Regions from separate parts of the Sus scrofa genome. Here regions 1 and 2 are each linked to region 3. The links are chromatin contacts, called in public Hi-C and promoter capture Hi-C maps. All regions are on one chromosome and are shown on one strand. Each heading gives the region's core, a stretch centred on a gene start, on an enhancer-like site or on the middle of the called end of the contact. The rest is flanking DNA. Distances are from core to core; before and after follow the strand shown.

The links. Promoter capture Hi-C pulls out the DNA fragments that hold promoters and counts their contacts. Hi-C and Micro-C count contacts between places; a contact is called where the count stands out from the background.
Region 1: a promoter capture Hi-C map of fetal liver shows a contact between it and region 3, with 4 times the contacts expected there. The contact joins the promoter of PIGK here to the promoter of ZZZ3 in region 3. A contact is called at or near these places in 3 of 5 promoter capture datasets (fetal liver, liver and skeletal muscle), 5 of 47 Hi-C or Micro-C datasets (brain, embryonic fibroblasts, heart right ventricle and 2 more) and 1 of 2 datasets of contacts at active chromatin or transcription factors (skeletal muscle).
Region 2: a Hi-C map of embryonic fibroblasts shows a contact between it and region 3, with 1.6 times the contacts expected there. The contact joins the promoter of AK5 here to the promoter of ZZZ3 in region 3. A contact is called at or near these places in 1 of 5 promoter capture datasets (fetal liver) and 1 of 47 Hi-C or Micro-C datasets (embryonic fibroblasts).

What each region holds. Positions count from the first base shown.
Region 1 is chr6:136,056,622-136,059,321 of Sscrofa11.1, reverse strand. PIGK (phosphatidylinositol glycan anchor biosynthesis, class K) reads right to left here and starts at 1,326. Exons shown (of 11, transcript NM_001032358.1): 1 at 1,211-1,326. The coding sequence starts at 1,303.
Region 2 is chr6:136,019,306-136,022,005 of Sscrofa11.1, reverse strand. It overlaps AK5 (adenylate kinase isoenzyme 5), which reads left to right and starts at 1,421. Exons shown (of 14, transcript XM_003127921.6): 1 at 1,421-1,881. The coding sequence starts at 1,822.
Region 3 is chr6:135,604,768-135,607,467 of Sscrofa11.1, reverse strand. It overlaps ZZZ3 (ZZ-type zinc finger-containing protein 3), which reads right to left and starts at 1,323. Exons shown (of 14, transcript XM_005653415.3): 1 at 1,119-1,323.

The DNA.
Region 1 (2,700 bases), core at 77-2,576, 450 kb before region 3:
GGCATAGGTTGCAGATGCGGCTCAGATAGATACAGTATTGTGGGGCTGTGACGCAGGCCAGCAAGTGCAGCTCTGATTCAACCCCTGGCCTGGGAATTTCCATGTGCTGCAGGTTCAGCTGTTAAAAGAAAAATAAATCAATAAACAAACAAACAAAGAAGCAGTAATTCATGAACAGAAACAGAGAATGCATGCTGTCTATCGTTTCTAACTGGTAGGGGTATGTAGTCAAAAACTTTTGAGTCCATTGGTCTAAGATCAAGGTTTGAGGTGGAGGAGAATGGACTCCTATATGAAGACTGGGAAAGTAGGCAGAGACCAGGTCAAGATTTTTAGACTTCATTCTGTAAGCCATGGAAAAATATGCAAAGATTCAATTAGAGGAATAACCTGATCGAGTTTACATTTGATGAAGACTAAAGTGAGGGAGTCTGGAAGCATGGAGGAAACAAGATAAAGTTATTTTAATAGATGAGGCGAGAAATGACCATTCAGTGAGAATGCATTCAGTAAGTGATAGGTACAAGAAAGGAGGAAAGTAATTTTAAAAGTTCAGAACAAAAAAATTAGTGATTAAAAAGTGAGGTAGAAAGGAGTTTATTTTTAAACTCCCCAGGTTTCTAGCTTAGGAGGAACGGCACAGGAGATGGGGTAGGCAGAAGTTAAAACATGGCCACAAATCTTCAAATGTTGGCTGACTCCAGGGCCCTTGGCCAGCTGGATATTCTGGCCTGAATAATGATGCTAGAAACAGGCTGCAGAACTGGACCGAGGTATTATCAGACTACAGGAGATCGTAAAAAGGTTTATAATGGACGGGAAGGTAGTATGAGCCAAAAGTAAAACACAGGATCCATCTGACTCAGATTAAACGAGGGAGCTGTATTTAGTAGCAAGAAATTAGGTGAAGCACTCAGTCTGACCTTCCACCTGCTAGGGACCGCACACTCGTCTGAGCCAAGGATCAGGCCCTCCCTGGCCTCCCAATACTCGATTCTTTTAATGCATCTTTTTAAAAGGCTCCAACAGACAGGCACTGTCCAATCCCGCCCCCTGTGACACCCTCCCCACAGCCCACGCAGCCTAGTAAGAGGCTGGTGACTCCAGGAGGCTTCCCTCGGCGGCTGTGAATCGGACATCTGCCGGGCGCTCACGGCCACGACACAGCTGTCCCCCCGGGGCCCTGTCGCTCAGAGCGCCTGGCTCCTACCTCGATCTGACTAGCGGCCAAGCTGCCGAAGGGCAGGAGCAACAACCCTGCCAGGGTGGTAAAACCCCGGCAGAGAAACCAAGTACCGACCATATTGACCGGCTTCAGCCTCCCGCACCTGGAGGGGCGGAGCGAGTGCCGTAAAGCAGCGCTGGGCGGGGCGGGGCTTTGCGTGCGCGTTTCTTTGGTTTGTTTCCTTTTTTTTTTTGTTTTGCGACTCCTGCCGCGCCTCCTTGGCAGCCTTTAGGTGTCCGAACTTTCACAGACCTGGAGTCCCCAGCTAGCCGGGGCACGGTAGATAAAGGACATTGATCCTTTCTCTTTAGCTGCATTTTCAGTTTTTGTATTGTAAAATAGATACAACGTTGTAAAACTTTATTGAAAGGTGAGGGAGAAAAACGTGTGATCTCATAAACTTTCAGAAGCTGTTATTTCATTTTTGGCACAGTGCTGCGCATTCTGACTCTGTGAGGCATGATGTGGTGGGAAGAGTAAACTCTGAGACACGTTTAAAGGTGATCGGTTCCAGGTGAAAAGGTGGGTGAATGCTGCAACTAACAGGCTAGGGTCTATTATTAAAAACTTATTTAGAAATTAGTTACGTTTTTGTTTCTTCGTAATTATAGTGCTAAAACATCTCAGAACATGAGGATTTAATAAGATTTTGTGTATTCCATTATGTTCATTATATGCATTCAGTTTTATTTTATTTTTTAATTAAAGCATAGTCAATACATAACGTGCGGACTTTTTTCTCATATTATCCTCCATCATGTTCTATCCCAAGAGATTGGGTATAGTTCCCTGTGCTGTACAGTAGCTCTCATTGCTTATCTATTCTAAATGTAATAGTTTGCATCTACAAACCCCAGACTCCCAATCCATCTCACTCCCTCCTCCTCCCCCTTGGCAACCGAAAGTCTGTTCTCTATGTCTGTGAGTGTGTTTCTGTTTTGTAGATAGATAGGTTCATCTATGTCATGTTTTAGAGTCCACATATAAGTGATATCATGTGTTATTTGTCTTTCTCTTTCTGACTTCACTTAGTATGAGAATCTCTAGTTCCATCCATGTTGCTGCAGATGGCATTATTTCATTCCTTTTTATGTATATGCATTCAGTTTTAAATTATTCTTTGCATTTAGCATGACATAAACATGTGTTTATGCTGCTTTGTCATGTATGCAATTTTAACTTTTTTTTTTTTTTTTTTTTTTTTTTTTTTTTTTTTTGCTTTTAGGGCTACACCTGGCATTGGAAGTTCCCAGGCAAGGTGTCAAATCAGAGCTACAGCTACTGACCTACACCTCAGCCACAGCAATGCCAGATCCAAGCCGCATCTGCAACTCATGGCAATGCCAGATCTTTAACCCATTGAGCGAGGCCAGGGATTGAACCTGCATCCTCATGAACACTAGTTGGATTAGTTTCTGCTGAGCCATGATGGGAACTCCCTAACATTCATTGTTAACATGGAATTTATCCCTTAT
Region 2 (2,700 bases), core at 172-2,671, 410 kb before region 3:
TAGCTGCTTTGCCTCAGCTGTGCTTGTTCATAAAGTAAGTTTTCATGCCATGGATCCTGGTGCTTATCAAGCATTATTGCACAGGGAAGAGACAATGCTTCACTACTGCCATAACCTGCCCTCAAATAAGATAAAAACTGTCAGAAGCTGGAACGGTAAGGGATGTGGCATATTCTGAGGGCAGAAATCAATTTCTATGGCATACTTGCCTCATTTAAGGCTACCATATGACACATAGTTTCACAAGTGTTCAGAAAACTTCATTTACTATATAAAATTCAGTTAATTCTTGAGCGCTCTCCCTTGGGGAAAACAAAACTGCAGCTATAGTGAAGGCACGAGTAGCAATTTTTCATGTGACAAGAAAGAGAACCAAGAAAAGATCTGCAAAGATGAACTTGAAATGGACATCCCAGTCATTGGTTTCTGGAAGCAGGTGCAGTGTTGCCTCTCTCCCTGGTCCGGCCCCACATGGCAATGCCTATCAGAGCCTCCTCTCCTCTCACAAGCCCTCGCACAATGTCAGGCACTGCACACAGTTAGAGGTCATGTTCTCAGGGCAGCATGCACCATCTTTCAAGCAGACAATGAGAAGATAGCCTAATGGAGGGAAATGAGTCATATTGGGAGCTAGGAGGACGATGGTATCCCTTGATAATGGTCTGTAGCAGGAAGATACTTGAACCTTCTTGCTGCTTTAGCACATCACCCATACCCACCCATACTCAGCCCAGGGTGCTCCAACGAACTCTCCACGGCCCACCAACTGCACACTCCTCTGATCGGATTAATCCGCTCCACTTTCTGCGCATGTTTCCAATTTAAGCAATCTCCAGCGCTCCACCAACACCCACTTCTCCACCTTCCTATTCCTCTCTGAGAAAATTAACTAGTCAATTACTTACTAATCCTTCTGTTAATAAAAACTTCGGCCTCACTGTAAGGCCTTATAGTGAAATCTGTAAGGATCTGTAACGCTAACAGGGGAAAAAAATTCGAAACCAGCTAGCAAAACTTTCCTAAAGGATAGAAATACGCAGGATTTAAAATGATCTTAGGGGCATGGAATCCACACCATCAAACCCATCCCAGCTCCCTAAATATGAAGAATCAGTAACCTTTGGAATAATTGATAAATTCTGTGAAAATAAGGTTTCCTTCTGGGAGCTCTTTGGGCTTGGAGGAGGAGTAACGGGGGGGGGGGGGTGTGCGCGCGCGCGCCTGAGTCCAGGTTTATACAGACCCCGACTCAGGTCTTTTCGCCCGCTGCTCTCAGGTTGCTGCCCCTGGAGCGCACCGCTCGCAGAGCCCGGGAGGCAGTGTGACACGGAGGGGTGTGACTGAGTGCATCTCGCGCGCCCGCGTCCCCACCCCCGCACTCCGCGCCGCCCGCGCAGCGTGACTGGCCGCCGCCGCCGCCGCCGCCGCAGACCCGGCTCCGGAGGCACAGAGCGCGGCGCGCAGAGCGGGAGAGGCAGGCAGACTGCTGCCTGGCGCCCGCCGCGCTGTCCTCCCTCCTCCTCCGCTCCCTCCGCCCCTCCCCGGCGGCCGCGCAGCCTGGAGCCCGGGCAGACTCCGCTCGGAGCCCGCAGCTCGGGCGCGGGGACTAGTGGCTAGGCGGGGGCGGCGGGAGCGCTGAGACGACAGCCACGGGGAGAGACGGAGGGGGGCCCAGTCTGGGCGGGCAGAGTCGAGCGTGTGAGTGTTTGCGCGTGAAAGCGAGGGCTGCACTGTGCTCGGCGCGGACCCAGCCAGCCCCAGCCCAGGTCGCCGCAGCCCAGAAGCCTCCCGCCCGCGCCCCAAGGCACGCGCGGCACAGCCATGAACACCAACGATGCCAAGGAGTATCTGGCCCGCAGGGAAATCCCTCAGCTTTTCGAGGTAGGGTGCTAGGTCTGGCAGAGAGGGACCGGAGGAGCGGGAGGGCATCTCCGGGATTCGGGGTGAGGCAGCCGCGCCCCGTCCCGCCTAGCAGATACGGGGCACGGAAGTGAAGGGGCTTCCAAAAGCTCGTTCGCCCGCTTACCCGGGGACAGCCGCCTTTCCAGCGGGTTCCAGGGCCCCTGTGGTCTGGCTGGGCTCAGAAGCCCCCACCTCTCCAATCAAGTTACAGTCTTCGAACCCGGTTCAGAAGGTAGGCTGCCTCCAGCGCACCTCTCATATGTGGACATCCAGGGTGGGCTGCAGGCAGCGGCCGGCCGCGGTCTCCGGGAACGAGGTCCAGGCCCGGGGCGGGGGCATGCTGTCCCCAGCGGTGAGTAAGGACTCAGAACCGAGGGGTCGAGAGCCTTAGTCCTTTCCTTGCGCCGAGGGTCCGGACTCCCGCGTGGAAGGGGAAGTGGGGACGAAAGGAGCCCTACCCGGGAACAGCTTGGAGGAGACGAATGAAGATGCAAAAAGCAAATCCAAACCTATCAAGTGCAGCGCTACCTTCCGGGTGGCAGGCACCCAGTGCTGTTCTGCGCTTTCGGTGAATGAACTCCTGAGCACGTTTTCCCGTCGCCTTGGAAGGGATGGGTCTCCTTCCTCTCCTCTCCAGCCCATAGCTTTCGCCTGCCCTCTTCAGCCCACCTAGAGAAAGCAAGAGGGAGCGACGAGGCGGGCGTGACTCCTGTTGCTCTGTCCGCTGACCCGCATCACAGCATCATCTGCACCAGGGACCCGAGGGATGGGGAACATTTTGGGGATGAGGGAAGGAAG
Region 3 (2,700 bases), core at 74-2,573:
GATGCCCAGAGAGAAGAAATGGAACGCGCTCTATCTTAGGCGTCAGAGAAGAGCCAGTGGAGAAAGGTACTGCGGCAGAAACAAGCGACAGAATGTTAACAGGTCTGGAATTCTTTAGAAAATGGCAACAAGGGGAAAAACTGACAAGATCGTCTGAAAGTAAGAGGAACGGTATCCAATGGAATCGTCACGTCTGTGCGAGCACTGCTCCAAACTTCCAGTGAGACGGGGGAGGAACGATCACTGAGCGGGGGAGAAGGAGCCCCGGCTGAGGGATGCATTCGCTTCTGCAGGTGGCGGAGCGCCCGCAGGGGGGTGGGGAGAATAGTGTCGCCTCAAATGGGTCAATACATTCCCTTCAGGACTAGAGGAAGCTGACACAGCATGTCTCCCGGCACCAAGAGGCACGTGCCCCGGCCCCTCCCTATCAACTTGCCTTGTAGAAAGAGTTGCGAGTCTCAAGCCCCCCGGAACCCAGGGCTCCGCCATCCAGGACAACTGCTCTGCCAACAAGGTCCCGCGAGAATCGGGAGATCTCGCGATACAAGCCCACAAGCATCTCGCGAGTTTGCGGCAGAACCAACATGGCGGTACAGAGAAACTAGTATTTCGGCATATAAAAAGTATTTCGTTAACGAAGAGAAGAATGAGTGTGACACAGAAAAAACAGAAAGTCTTTTCTGTCTTATATTTCTCTTCATAACCCCCTAGTAGAGATGAAAAGCGGCAAACAACCCTAAAACCTCAGACGACCACGATTACACTACAACAAACACAGCAGCCCTCTGCCTCAGCCAACCTCCCCAATATGTCACGTGGAGGCAGAGTCTCTGCGTGCCGGTCACGTGGACCGCTACTAAGCGAGCGCGCGCCCGTCGTCCGCCCCAGAGACTTCCCCGCCCCCCTTTTGCCCGCGCACACGTGCGCGCGCACCCCCGCCCCACGTGGGGGCTTCGCCGTCGCCGCCGCAGCCGCCGCCGCCGCTACCTCCAGCCCACCCCCTCCCTGCACTCGGTTCCAAATCCGGGTCCCAGAATCGGTTGTCCGGTGGTTCCCTCCTGCTCCGTTCTCCCTCCCCCATCTCTAGCCGCCACCACGTGCCCCGAGCGCCTGCTCACCTTTCGCGTGGGGCCAGGCACCTCGGGCCACTCGGGGAGGCGCCGCCGTCGTGGCTGCTCTCCGCCCCCGCCACGGCACTGGCTTGGGTGGCCGCCGCCGCAGGAAGCTCGACAGCGGCGCCGGGGCGCTTCCAGGTGGGTCCCCGCCTCCCGCTCCTGCTACTTCCCGCAGCACCAGCGGCTCCTTCCGGTCCCCTCCTTTCTCCTCCTCGCTGGGACAGGCGGGCGGTGGCGGCTGCTGGCGCGCTCACTACACCGCCTGCTGGTAACCGCAGCCGGTGCAGCGCCAGCGGGCCGGGTGGGCCGGGGGTGGCCGAGTTTCGCCCCCGCGGTTCGCCCGCGCCCCTCGGCAAAGGTTGGTCTAATGAGGGCAGGACACATTCCATCCCTTGCCTGTAGTCAGGGTACTACCGTTGGAGGAAAGTCTTCCCGGTAGCCCGGCCGTTGGTCCTCTTCATCCTGCCCTTTGTGGCCTCTTGAGAGATTTGTACACTCTCCCTCCCTTAGCAGTGTGGTCTCAGGTAGGAAAATATCTGTATGTACATTGAATATGCTCCTGCCTTCCTCCAGCCGCATAGAACCCTCGCACGCCTCTCTGGTTTTCTAGCTGTTCCTACAACACGCAGGCTCGATCCACTTCAGGACTTTGCGTTTGCTATAGCCTGCGCTAGAACACTTCCTCCAGATTTTTTTTTTTTTTTTTTTCTTTTTAGGGCCGCACCCGGGGCATATGGAGGTTCCCAGGCTAGGGGCCAAATCGGAGCTGCAACTGCCAGCCTACACCTCAGCTCACGGCAACTGCTGGATCCTTAACCCACTGACTGAGGCCAGGAATCAAACTCAAGACCTCATGGATCCTTGTCGGGTTGCTTATGCTGAGCCACGTGGTAGATGTTCCACAAGTATTTCAGTTCCCTTCTCAAAGGTGGACATCTGAAACTTCACAGACCAGCTCTATCCAAAAGAGCACACTTGCACCATCGCTCTTACTGTCTTTACTTGCTTATATGACAGTTATCACTTACAGACATTTGTCCACCCTTTACCACCAAGAATGTGAGATCCTTAAAGGTAAGGAAGGACTTTTGCTCTTGCTGTATCCACAGACCTGTGTCTGGCACAAAGTTTGTTTTTTGTTTTTTTGTTTTTTTTGTCTTTGCCTTTTCTAGGGCCACTCCCGTGGCATATGGAGATTCCCGGGCTAGGGGTCCAATCGTGAGCTGTAGCCACCGGCCTACGCCACAGCCACAGCAATGCAGGATCCCAGCCTCGTCTCCGACCTACACCACAGCTCAGGGCAACGCCGGATCTTTCACCCACTGAGCAAGGCCAGGGACCGAACCCGCAACCTCGTGGTTCCTAATCAGATTCGTTAACCACTGAGCCACAACGGGAACTCCTGGCACAAAGTGTTTAATACTCTTATTAAATCATATCAAGGAACTATAGTGAGCATGCAAGAAAATAAAGGCCCACACTGATAGAGATAAGTCCTTTTTTTTCTTTTCTTTTTGCTTTTTAGGGCTTCACCTTCAGTATATGGAAATTGTCAGGCTAGGGGCCACAGTCACAGCAATGCAGA